3 separate regions of the Sus scrofa genome follow, and all the other regions are linked to region 3. A link is a contact called in public HiChIP or PLAC-seq data. All regions are on one chromosome and are shown on one strand. The core of a region is the stretch at or near the end of the contact, and the rest is flanking DNA. Distances in the headings are between cores, read along the strand shown.

Region 1 (3,711 bases), core at 802-3,301, 200 kb after region 3:
TAAACAGGGGTCTTGATGCAGAACTTCTTAGTAGCCTTTATGTACTAATTTGCATTGTCCCTTTTCAAGAGATCTCCTATTTCTCAAATGTATTTGGCTAAGGAATTTTTTTTGTTTTTCCAACCTAGAAATTACCTTAGATAGAAGTGAATATTTTGAGGAACATATTTTGGGGAAAATTTGTGTGGTGGACACTTGGAGTCCCTCTCCTTCTGTAGATAGACATGAGGTTAGGTTTGGAGTGTGGAAGCAAGCACAAAAACCAGAACTTGAAGGCCACCTGTCTGAGGAAGGAGAGATTTGCCCCAGAGAATGTGGCTATGGAAGAAGTACTGCTCCCTTTCCCATCTGGTTCTAAGTAGCCTTCAAATAACCATGGGAAGATGAGAAGCTGTAGTCCCAGAACTGAGATGTGGGTTCTAGTCTCAGCTCTGCCTCTAAGTCGCTCTGTAATCTTGAGTAATTTGCTTATTACTTTTTTTGATTTTAATTCCTCATTCCTAAGAATTAGCATTGACTATGTATTCAGTAATTTAATCATCAAAACAGCTTTATGAGTTAGGTCATGTTATGCCCCTATTTCATAGGTAAGGAATCTGATTAACAGGTACTTTAAGAAACTTGCTCAAGGTCATGTGGCTAAAAAGGAATGGTGCCAAGAATATTAAATGACCATCTTAGATCTAATATTCTGTGATTTTATGAGAAAGTTTTTTACTACATCTCATCTGTGATTGGGCAGTGATCCTCTAAGTGGAAATCATTCACCACTCAGCAGATTTATTGAGCATGTACTCCATGCCAGAATTAGCCAAGGCTCTGGGGAACCCACAGGGAACAAGACAAAGTCCTTGCCCTCAGGACCTTACAGTCTAGTGGGGATTGGGGTGGGGATGAGGAAACAGGCAATCCATCTAGGTAACAAAAATATTAATTATCGCCAATATTTCTATAGTGAATCATATTATTGAAGTATCATGGCATACTATTTGGAAAAGCCAAAATGTAGAAATCAATCCAAATCCCCATCAACTCATGAATGAAATAAGCAAAATGTAGTATAGTCACATAATGGGATATTACACAGCCATAAAAAGGATGCAGACAAGGGGGAGGGGGAGAGAGTGGGCTGGGCTGGGAGTATAGAATTAGTAGAAGCAAATTATTACATTTAGAATGGATAACCAATGAGATCCTACTATGCAACACAGGGAAGTATATCTAATTTCTTAGGATAGAACATGATGGAAGATAATACAAGAAAAAGAATATGTGTGTGTATGTATGTATGACTGGGTTGGTTTGTTATACAGCAGAAATAGGCACATTATAAATCAACTATACTTTAATTAAAAAAAAAGGAATGAAGAATTCATATATGCTATAACATGGATGAACTCCAAAGCACCATGTTAAGTGAAAGAAGCCAGATACCAAGGCTACATATTATATGATTCTATTTATATGAAATATTAGGAAAACCCATGGAGGCAGAAACAGTTAAGTGCTTGCCAGGGCCTAAGGGAAGGGGAGAATGGGGAGTGACTATTTAGTAGGTATAAGGTTTCTTTTTTGAGTGATGAAATATTGCGATGGTTGCACAACACTGTAAATGTACTAAACATCACTAATGATACACTTTATGCTATTTGCATTTTACCACAATAAAAAAATAGTGATGATAGGGAAGGCCAGACTTCTTATTCCCATTTCAAGTTAATGAATTCCTATCATCACCTGCATTAAGAAAAACTGGTCTGAGCACTGTTGTGGATTTAAAGGTGAATAAAATGTAATCTCTGTCCTGACAGATTTTATGATCCACTTATTGGAAGGATAGAAGATCCATAATGAATTATAAAGAATCATTAAATCAGCATCATAGTGAAAGAACAGGCAAAAAGATGAGGAATATTTGGGAGAAAGAAACGATTTGTCACCACGGCAATGAAGACATCATTAATGTTAAGTTCTGGCCACAAAACCCAAGGGAGCCCTCTGTGACATAAAGCAGGGGTTGGCACACAGCCACAGAGCTGTCATAGGCCAAGGGGACAAGAAGCAGAAGTCAAAGGAACCAAAGAAGGTGAAGGGGAAGAACCAAGCAACACAGTGAGAGTAGGATAAAGTTGCCCATTGCTCCAACAAGATGGCCATCATCTGAGGCACAGCCACAGACAAGTGGCAGGTGTCCATGAAGATGGGTGATGGGGGATGGGGGGGTAGGAGGAACATTTCATCTTAAATCAAAATTATTAGAAAATCCTCAGGGAGGAAGCAGTGGTTCATGTGTCTTGAAGGCTGAATAGCAATTTAGTAGATGGAGAAGAGAAAGCTATCAGAAAGGATAAGTAACTTGTTGGAGGTTTCATAGTAGTGCGAGCAGGAGGGTCTGTGGAGCAGAAACTGAAAGGTAGGCTCCTCACCCTAGTTGAATATACTGTACATTTGATACTTATTTGTGTATTCTGAATTTGCAAATTTGCCTACTCACTATAAAATTTACTTGCAATCCAAACCATACTTGGGGCATTTTTGCAGGCTTTCATGCAGAGTGGTAGATAATTTGTCACTGAACAGGAAGGTGTCCAGCTGAGGTCAAAGTGATACTCTGCTTTTCTGTTTCTTCTCATACTATAAACAAGCATCCTTTTCTCAGTGTGGTAAGCACCTTGTTTTCACACTTTGGTGCTTTTTTGTTGGTGATGTCATTGTTTAATAACAAATGTTGGAGAGGGTGTGGAGAAAAGGGAACCTTCCTACACTGTTGGTAGGAATGTAAATTGGAACAATTGCTATGGGAAACAGTATAGAGGTACCTCAGAAAACTAAATATAAAACTACCATATGACCCAGCAATCCCACTCTCGGGCATATATCTGGACAAAACTTTCTTTGAAAAAGACACATGCACCCTTATGTCTATTGTAGTACTGTTTGTGATAGCCAAGACATGGAAACAACCTAAATGTCTATAGACAGATGAATGGATTAAGAAGATGTGGTATACATACACACCAGAATATTACTCAGCCATAAAAAGAACAAAATAATACTATGTGCAGCAACACGGATGGAACTAGAGGTTCTCACACTAAGTGAAGTAAGTCAGAAAGAGAAAGACAAATACCATAGGATATCACTTATATTTAGAATCTAATATATGGCACAAAGGAACTTTCCACAGAAAATAAACTCATGGACTTGGAGAATAGACTTGTGGTTGCCAAGGGGGAGGGGGAGGGAGTGGGATGGACTGGGAATCTGGGGTTAATAGATGCAAACTATTGCCTTTGGAATGGATAAGCAATGAGATCCTGCTGTGTAGCACTGAGAACTGTATCTAGTCACTTATGATGGAGCATGATGGAGGATAATGTGAGAAAAAGTATAGATGTATGACTGGGTCACTTTGCTGTACAGTAGAAAATTGACAGAACACTGTAAACTATAATGCAAAAAATAAAAATCATTAAAAAAAAAAAGCCCCTAGCATAGTGCTGAAGTGCTGGCTACACTACTGTTTCTGAGTGCAAACAGGATGTGATGTGCCTTATGAGCCTTATGTTAGATAAGCTTTGTTCAGTCTTGAGTTTTGATGCTGTTGACTATGAGTTTGATGTTAAGGAATCAGCAATATATATTAAATAAGGTGTCTTTAAACAGAACCATATAAAAGTAGGTTGTAGATAAATAGATGGAGATGTGATC
Region 2 (3,686 bases), core at 625-3,124, 170 kb after region 3:
TGCTTTTTGCTTTCTCCGAATTTGCATAAACTCTAGTAATCTTTTGGGGAGGGTTGATAACAGTGTTTGTGTTAAAATCACACCTTCTTTTGATTTCTTGCCTGCATATAGGCTTTCCTCCTGTTTGTGGACCTAAGTCCTTTTATCTCACTCTGCAATCAGTCACAACCCGGGGTGGAGGCAGGGAATGTTTGGTACAATATTTCCTATATAAACAGTTTCACTGTAAAAGGAACAATATGGCTCTAATTTTGATGTATGATCCGTTTAGAAATATGCAAACACATTTGAATATACATCCTGTACATGACAACAGCAATGTGAAATGGATATGCAAAAGGATTTTTCTTTCTTTCTTTCTTTTTTTTTTTGCAATAGTGCTTTTCCCAGCCCTCTCCCCAGCCAGATAATATCAGCTTCATTTGTAAGCTTTTTAGTGAAAACGCTTGCTTTGATAGCTTTCCCCAATTGAAAAAAAATATATGGAGTCAAATAAATTTTTTTTTTTAATGGTCAAGTTGTCCCCTGGTACACACACTCTATCTTAGTCTGAATACAAATAAAAGCAGCCCACATTGAAGAGGATTTAAAATTTTCTAATGGAGCTGTGAAGGAAAATTGGAAGTGGCGGTGGTAGACACCCAGCTCAGGGATATTCCAGATGTATTTGTTCTGTGTGAGAGAAAAACACTTGGATCATTAGGTCCTGTTTGCCTGTGCCAGGTGGCGCAGTGGGGGGAGGAGCCGCTTGGTCTCTCTGGCCTTGACCGGGCAGGGGCAGCCTAGTGATGGTGGTAGTTTTTCTTTTCTCTCTCTTTCCCACAGTACAACTTTAACATTGAATAACAGAAACGCAGTGAACATATTATTAATTTGGCTACTAGAAGTTTTCATTAGCGAACAGGGCTCCTTTCTTAAAAAATAAAGTGTCACCATCATCCTGTCACCTAATATTAGTATGCTTTACCGTGAATTTACTAAATACCAGAATTTATGGATACCAGCTACACCAACCTAGGAGGCTGATATTATTAATATCCCCATTTTTCTGAAAAGGAAACTGAGTCTTGGAAATACTATGTACTTTAGCTAAGGTAATATATTTAGGAAGTGGTCTAGCTGGGATTAAAATCTAGTTTAAGAGCTCATTTTCTTCATTTCAAACTGCCTCTCAGTCCTAATACATAAACATTTTAAATCTTTCCACGTTTTTAGTCTATCTTTGTACATAAATAGGCATAAACATTCTTACATGAGATTAGGGTGAATAAATACACTGGACTACATTAAAACTGGAATACTTAAAATATTTAAAAATTATCTGAAGATTTTTTTGATATTGCTTGTATAGTCTTCATTACTATGAATTTGTCCTTTCCAATGGCTGCAAAGTTCATATTAAAAAAATATATTTACTGGAGTTTCTGCTGTGGCACAGTGGGTTAAGAGTCTGACTGCAGCAGCTCGGGTTGCTGTGGAGGTATGGGTTTGATCCCAGGCCTGGTGCAGTGGGTTAAAGGACCTGGAGTTGCTGCAGCTGCACTGTAGGTCACAGCTATGGCTTGGATTCAATCCCTGGCCCCTGGAACGTTCACATGCCACAGGTGTGGCCATTAAAAAAAAAGAAGAAGAAGAAAAAAGAAAAAAATGTATTTACTGTGTGATTTCAAGTTATGGATTAGGTATTTTATTATTGTGTAAACTAGGCATTTTGTTCTTCCCCCACGAAAAAGGAAATTGTTAGTTTTATGTGTCATTATCTCTGTTGTGCAAATATGGAAGTTGAAAGTCACAAGATTTAAGTAACTTACCCAAGATCTGGCCAGTGTCTGGGCTGACTCCATACCCTGGCTCTTTTCACTCTTCGTAGGTGCTTTTAGAAACTAGCAAACTAGAAATGAGTCAACAAAAATGTCTAACATTTAGGGCATGGATACTCATCATATTCTTTGTGGGCAATAAATTTACTATGTTGATGGCAACTGAATGTAACAAAGAGCACTAATTTTTTCCCCAATGAAAACTCATCATCTGGACCACACTAATAGGATCTGTACTTGGACAGGTGACCCAGTGATCATGACGGACTCAGGCAGACTTAGCCAGGACCAGCAATCTGTCAGTGTATATTTACAGGGTCTGGGCTTTCGGTCTCTTGGGGTCTGCTCTGGGGACAGAAGGACAGAGGCCATCAGATGGGGAAGGAGGTATCTTGAATATCAGACTTCAGTCCTTTATTTGGTGTGTACATGCAAGTGGGAAGTCCCCACCACCACACACAATTTGGAAATTCTTTTTCTTTAAATACCAAGACCTCACTATCTTTTTCTCATCCCTTCCCCTTCCTGTTTTTTTTCTCTCTCTTTAATTCAGGCATCTTCATCAGTGCAGCCTGTTATAACAAAAATATGATAGACTGGGCAAAAATTTCTTTCTGGAGGCTGAAAAGTTCAAGATCAACAGGCTGGTAGATTCAGGGTTTGGTGAGCAGCTGCTTTCTGCTTCATAGAGAACCAGTTGTCCTCTCACTGTGTCATCACCTAGTAAAGAGCAGAGAGCCAGAGCAAGTTCTGTGTCTCTTATTTGAAGGGCACTAATCTCACTCATGAGGGCTCCACCCTTAAGACCTGACTATCTCCCAAAGGCTCTGCCTTGTATCCCATCACATTGGGATTAGGATTTCAGCATGCGAATCTGGGGAGGGGAAACACATTCAGTTCATGACAGCAGGGTTTCCCAACATTGCTGGGGCAATGACTGGTGGTATACCTGAGCTAGTTTTTAGGGGTACTCATGTGAACATATTAAACATTTTAATAGCTATGTCCATAATTTGAAAATACATATAGCAGCTCATGAAGCAGTGACCTCAACCAATATTATTGCTTAGGATGAAGCTCAGTTAAAATAAAAAAGGGAATCATCGAAAGAAAAATATTTTAAAATGTATATATGGGTGGTACAAGAATAGGCAAATATCCCAAAGGTGGTTTGTGAAGGAGGGAAGTTTGGGCAATACTGCTTAAAAGATGTGATCTCTTTCCTTTCCTCTTGTTCTGCACTGCTGGCCCAGTCTGTCACTCCAGCACTATGTTTTCATGATCTTTCTGGCGGCAAGCCTGTCTCTCTTGCCCTTTGAATCCACCACGTCTAGGCCCCCACACTTGGCACACTGCCTAGGACAGAGAAGGAAGTTCAACTGGGATCCTCAGTTTCTCTGCTTATAAAACAGCCAACCACCAACCTATGGTCTGCCCCTGGGCCCTGCCTCCCAGCAGCAAGTTCTGGATCCAGGGCCCTTGAAGTCTGATCTTCTGCTAAAAGAAGGAAACAAGGGACAGAAATAGAACAAGAAATCTTGAACACAGATAAAAGGCTTTTTTGATATTTGCATGAAATATGCTTCTTAAAGAGGAACTATTTTTATAGTATTATCTATAAGAGATTATAGGCAAAAATTAATTTTCTAAGTCTTTATAGTTAAAACAGTCTGTGCACAGAAGGAATTTAAATTCCTCTTTTAATAAAAAACCATGCATTGTCCTGCAGGCAAAGGGCTAGGTTTTTTTTTTTTTTTTTTTTTAAATGTGATTATTTTGTGATTTCTGAGGCCAAGAGAAATTTGCAAAGTGCTTCAAAGACTGCTGTGCTTACCTCATTGCATTCCAAACTGTGTCTATGCTTCC
Region 3 (3,772 bases), core at 439-2,938:
AGCAAAAATCATGACTCAAAGTTTCAGTACAATTTTAAATTTTATTCAGTTACAGAGGGCAGTCATGTATAGATGTTAATATCTGAAAAATCTTGCCAGAGCTGAGGTGTCGCCTTTCTAAAATTTAAATCTGGTAATCATTGACTTAAGGTAACTAAATGGCCCTGATGAAGATGTTATTTCCTTAACTAAAATGTCAAAGCAAATTTTAAGCCTTGACAACAGACTTGGGGCGTGGGGCTGGGGGTGTGAAGGGAGAAGATAATGAGAAAGAGAACAGTCTCATTTTTTCTGGACTATTTTCTTTATGGCCACATCCACAACAGGCTCAAGTTCCTGGGCCAGGGACTGACCCCACATCACAGCAGTGACCCCACACCACAGCAGGGACTATGCCAGATCCTTAAGCTGCTGAGTCACATGGGAACTCCTCTAATTTTTATTTTACTTATTATTCTCTCCTGCTGCCAAGCAAGGGCTGGGCATAAGGTAAGCCATTTACATACTGATAAGAGAACATAGATTTTAAGCGATTTTGGCTCACTAGAAAATAGAAGTTCTATGCCACAAACTGTTGAATAAGCTCATGGTCTGGATGTGTTTTTCTTTCTGGAGATTTCATCAGCAAGGAAGCAGAGAGGTTGGAGACAGTCAGGCCCAAAGGCAAGGGCATGGCCTTCATAGCTTTACAAAGATGCTTCAAATCCCAAGTTTTATCATCAAGTAAGGTTTTTCTTTGAAGACAGGAGCTCCAATAAGCCCAGAAAAGTTGACAGAACAAAAGGGTTTGAACTCTAGGGGGCAGGAGAGGGGACACATTCCTTTCTCCATCTTGGCACCAAAAAGACCAGGAGGCATTGCTCTGAGAACACGGCTGCTCATTGCTCAGTTGGCCCAATGTTTCATCCTCCAAATAACTTGTCACAGTGGCTGAAGTAGAACCTGCTCCCTCCACCTCCTCACCTTTCGATTGTGCAGCGGCAACGTAAAAACATAGCTAGACATTAACAGTTCTCCATATATAACATGCCAATCAAAGGGCTGCACACCTGACCAGATTCTTTTATGGAGTCCCTCCCTTGCCCCCGTTTTAGGGTTCCTATTATAAAAATAACAGAGCAGCAATGGTAGCCGTGGAAATAAGCTTGGGAAATATTTTCTCTTCTTAGAAGGCAAAAATTGCTCTAGCATTTAAGGTAGTAACACGCAGAGATCTTAATACCCAAATCCCCACAACATTGACAAAATGTGCAGTGAATATTATTCATCCTACCAATGTGATATTACTCACAACAATTTTTAGGAAATTATTTGGCAGGTTCGACCTAAATCCAGTGAAGCGGTCTGTGCACCTCTGGTATGTTTCTGATATCTAACTATAGCAGTATTTGTCTTTGTCCTCCAAACTCTTTTATAGCACATGGTATGCATATTTCAGCATCCAACATTATTAACTCATGACCAACTGTCAGTTGATGGTTATCTAACACATGGGGTCTCCACAAAAGGGAGCCTTATTTGGGCAAAAGCGCTTGTCTGCCCCAGTCTGTCTATATTTTCCCTCCAATGAACTTTATTTGGATTATTATTTGCTGTTCGTGGAAACGAACAGTAAGGCTGCATGTGTGGCAATCGGAAGGCGGGGAAATAAATCCTTAGCAAGTTAAAACACTTGGCTGGTATTAAAACCGTTTCTAGCTTTGTTAGCTGAAAATAAACTCTCGGTTGCCCTCTTGTGGTCAATCTCTGGGATGTGGTGGGAAGACCATAAAGACCCAGAAACTAACAAGAGAGTTTAATCAAATACAGGTAAGGACATTCATCCTTGACAGAAACAGTCACAAATCACAACCTTATGTTGTTTTATAGGTTTTAGAATTTACATTTACCAGCCCTCCTATGTGGAGAAGGATGGGAGATAGGAAGGTAGGGCCAGTAATACGGAAATTTAGAACTTTGTCTTCTTGGAATACAATGACATCACTATATTTACAGCCATGACTGTTAGATATGTGGCAAATTGATTTTTATGAGATTTCGAACCTTAGAAAAAGTCATGCCTACATTTTAAAAGTTTCTTCATAACTAAAAATAGACTGATGTTCCAACTGGTTTGGAATTATAGCAACCAAAGAAAGAAGTCTGAATAATTCCCTAATATGGAAGAGAACAACTTTTTTTTTTCTTTTAAAATAAGGAACGGTTTATTTGTTTCTGACAATAGGCAACATATGGAAACTTGGAATTTATAGAACCAAGTGTCAGTACAGAATTTATCCATATCCTCTAAGAATAAAATTTTATAAAAATCTGAACTCCAAACTTAATAATCGGTCACCCAATTTGGTATTTAATTTTTAAAAACATCATTTAAATCAAATTTCTGCTGTAGGCCTTTCAACAATTTCCTGCCTAACAGGCCCATCCCCAAAAAGCAAACAAACCTGGTATTAAAACAGACTGAGCAGCTTAAGAAAAAGCTGGGGGCAAAGTACATGAGAACATAAACTATTTTTCTTCTTATTACCAGTAAATGTCCCATTTCCCTCTTTTATGTGTCTCTCTTTAGATAAAAACCGCTCCTCCAACCAGCATTAACAAAAAATGCTCTGTACTTGTAAATATGATTTTAGGGGCAGATTAATTTTAACTTGGCTTTTCCACTCGCACGTGGAAGTCCAGTGTTGCAACAGTTGTTTGGTTTTTGTCTTTGAATTTGCAAAGTTTCTAAAGTAATTTTACTACAAAATTAAACAGCTGTGAGTTCTTTTGCAAACATGATGATTCTTGTTCTTCTTTGTACTATTGTGCAAGCTGAAATACCCTTTCTTTCATGTCTTTTTATTCCAAAATGAATTCCCCAGTTAGCCTTGTTTAGCTTTAAAAAATATAATGAAGAAAGGGGGTGGTGTTTGCTGACCTCTGAAATTCATCAGCATTTAAGCACAGGGAGTTTACACAAGGTACATAGTCAAAAGGGCTTTGTTTAATTCCTATTATGGAATGGAAAATGATATTCTGCCCCAATATAATGCCAATCCTTGTGTACAACAAAGCCTCTTGCAAATATTTCTGAGGCGCAGGGGATCTTATGCCTATTTTGCAGATGAGAAAACTGAAACATCAAGAAATGGTGAGGGAGTGAGGAATGAAGACGTTCACAGAGTTTGGAATTAAATTTAGAATTTGACTCCTAGCCCAGGACTCTAACCACGTGAGGGCTCTGACTCTTTGGAATCAACAGAAGAGCAATTTTAAAACATTCTTTTGACATTATTAACCACAGCCTCAGGGCTAGGGGAGTGGGGGTAGGGGTGGGGCCTGGAAACAATACGGAGCTGCTAGGTGACGGCCTCTTGCGACACTGCTAATGAAATGGCCCCCTTGATCCTTACCACCCTATATTCTAGAAATATTCAGAGGCTTAGCAATTCCCTTTGTGTCTTAAAACATTAAAATCTAGATTCGAGTGCTAGTGTAGACGGCCTCCTTCATGACATGAAGTGCAGAAAGTGGCTTCAAGATGTGAGGAAAAGAAAGTGCACTTCTAAGATGGGAAGTGCAGAAAGTAGCTGGTGACTTTTCTACTGGATTTGGAGCCAGTGTTGGCTGCAGATGTGATGATGGCAGAATTCTTAGTTTGAGTAATTTATAGCATGACGACATTCAGGAGCGTTAAGGGGAACATTAGACACCATCTTGTCTGAACCCTTATTCCACGCATCAGGAAAGGGAGGCCCAGAGACTCTGTGAATTGCCTGAAGTCACACAG

Evidence for each region. HiChIP or PLAC-seq counts read pairs in DNA pulled down with a chosen protein or histone mark.
Region 1: a contact with region 3 is called in an H3K27ac HiChIP or PLAC-seq map of alveolar macrophages. The contact joins two enhancer-like sites. A contact is called at or near these places in 1 of 47 Hi-C or Micro-C datasets (embryonic fibroblasts) and 2 of 2 datasets of contacts at active chromatin or transcription factors (alveolar macrophages and skeletal muscle).
Region 2: an H3K27ac HiChIP or PLAC-seq map of alveolar macrophages shows a contact between it and region 3. The contact joins two enhancer-like sites. A contact is called at or near these places in 1 of 47 Hi-C or Micro-C datasets (liver) and 1 of 2 datasets of contacts at active chromatin or transcription factors (alveolar macrophages).

Annotation. Positions count from the first base shown.
Region 1 is chr14:65,339,736-65,343,446 of Sscrofa11.1, reverse strand. No RefSeq gene overlaps it. Among named protein-coding and RNA genes, the nearest start is that of ARID5B, 67 kb to the left of the region's middle. Within about 2 kb of position 2,051, at least 1 of the 83 cell types and tissues checked has an H3K27ac peak or open chromatin away from gene starts, as enhancers often do. A contact at or near this core is called in alveolar macrophages, where this site is marked.
Region 2 is chr14:65,373,424-65,377,109 of Sscrofa11.1, reverse strand. No RefSeq gene overlaps it. Among named protein-coding and RNA genes, the nearest start is that of ARID5B, 33 kb to the left of the region's middle. Within about 2 kb of position 1,874, at least 5 of the 83 cell types and tissues checked have an H3K27ac peak or open chromatin away from gene starts, as enhancers often do. A contact at or near this core is called in alveolar macrophages, where this site is marked.
Region 3 is chr14:65,538,832-65,542,603 of Sscrofa11.1, reverse strand. The region is part of intron 4 of ARID5B (AT-rich interactive domain-containing protein 5B); the gene reads right to left. Among named protein-coding and RNA genes, the nearest start is that of ARID5B, 130 kb to the right of the region's middle. Within about 2 kb of position 1,688, at least 28 of the 83 cell types and tissues checked have an H3K27ac peak or open chromatin away from gene starts, as enhancers often do. A contact at or near this core is called in alveolar macrophages, where this site is marked.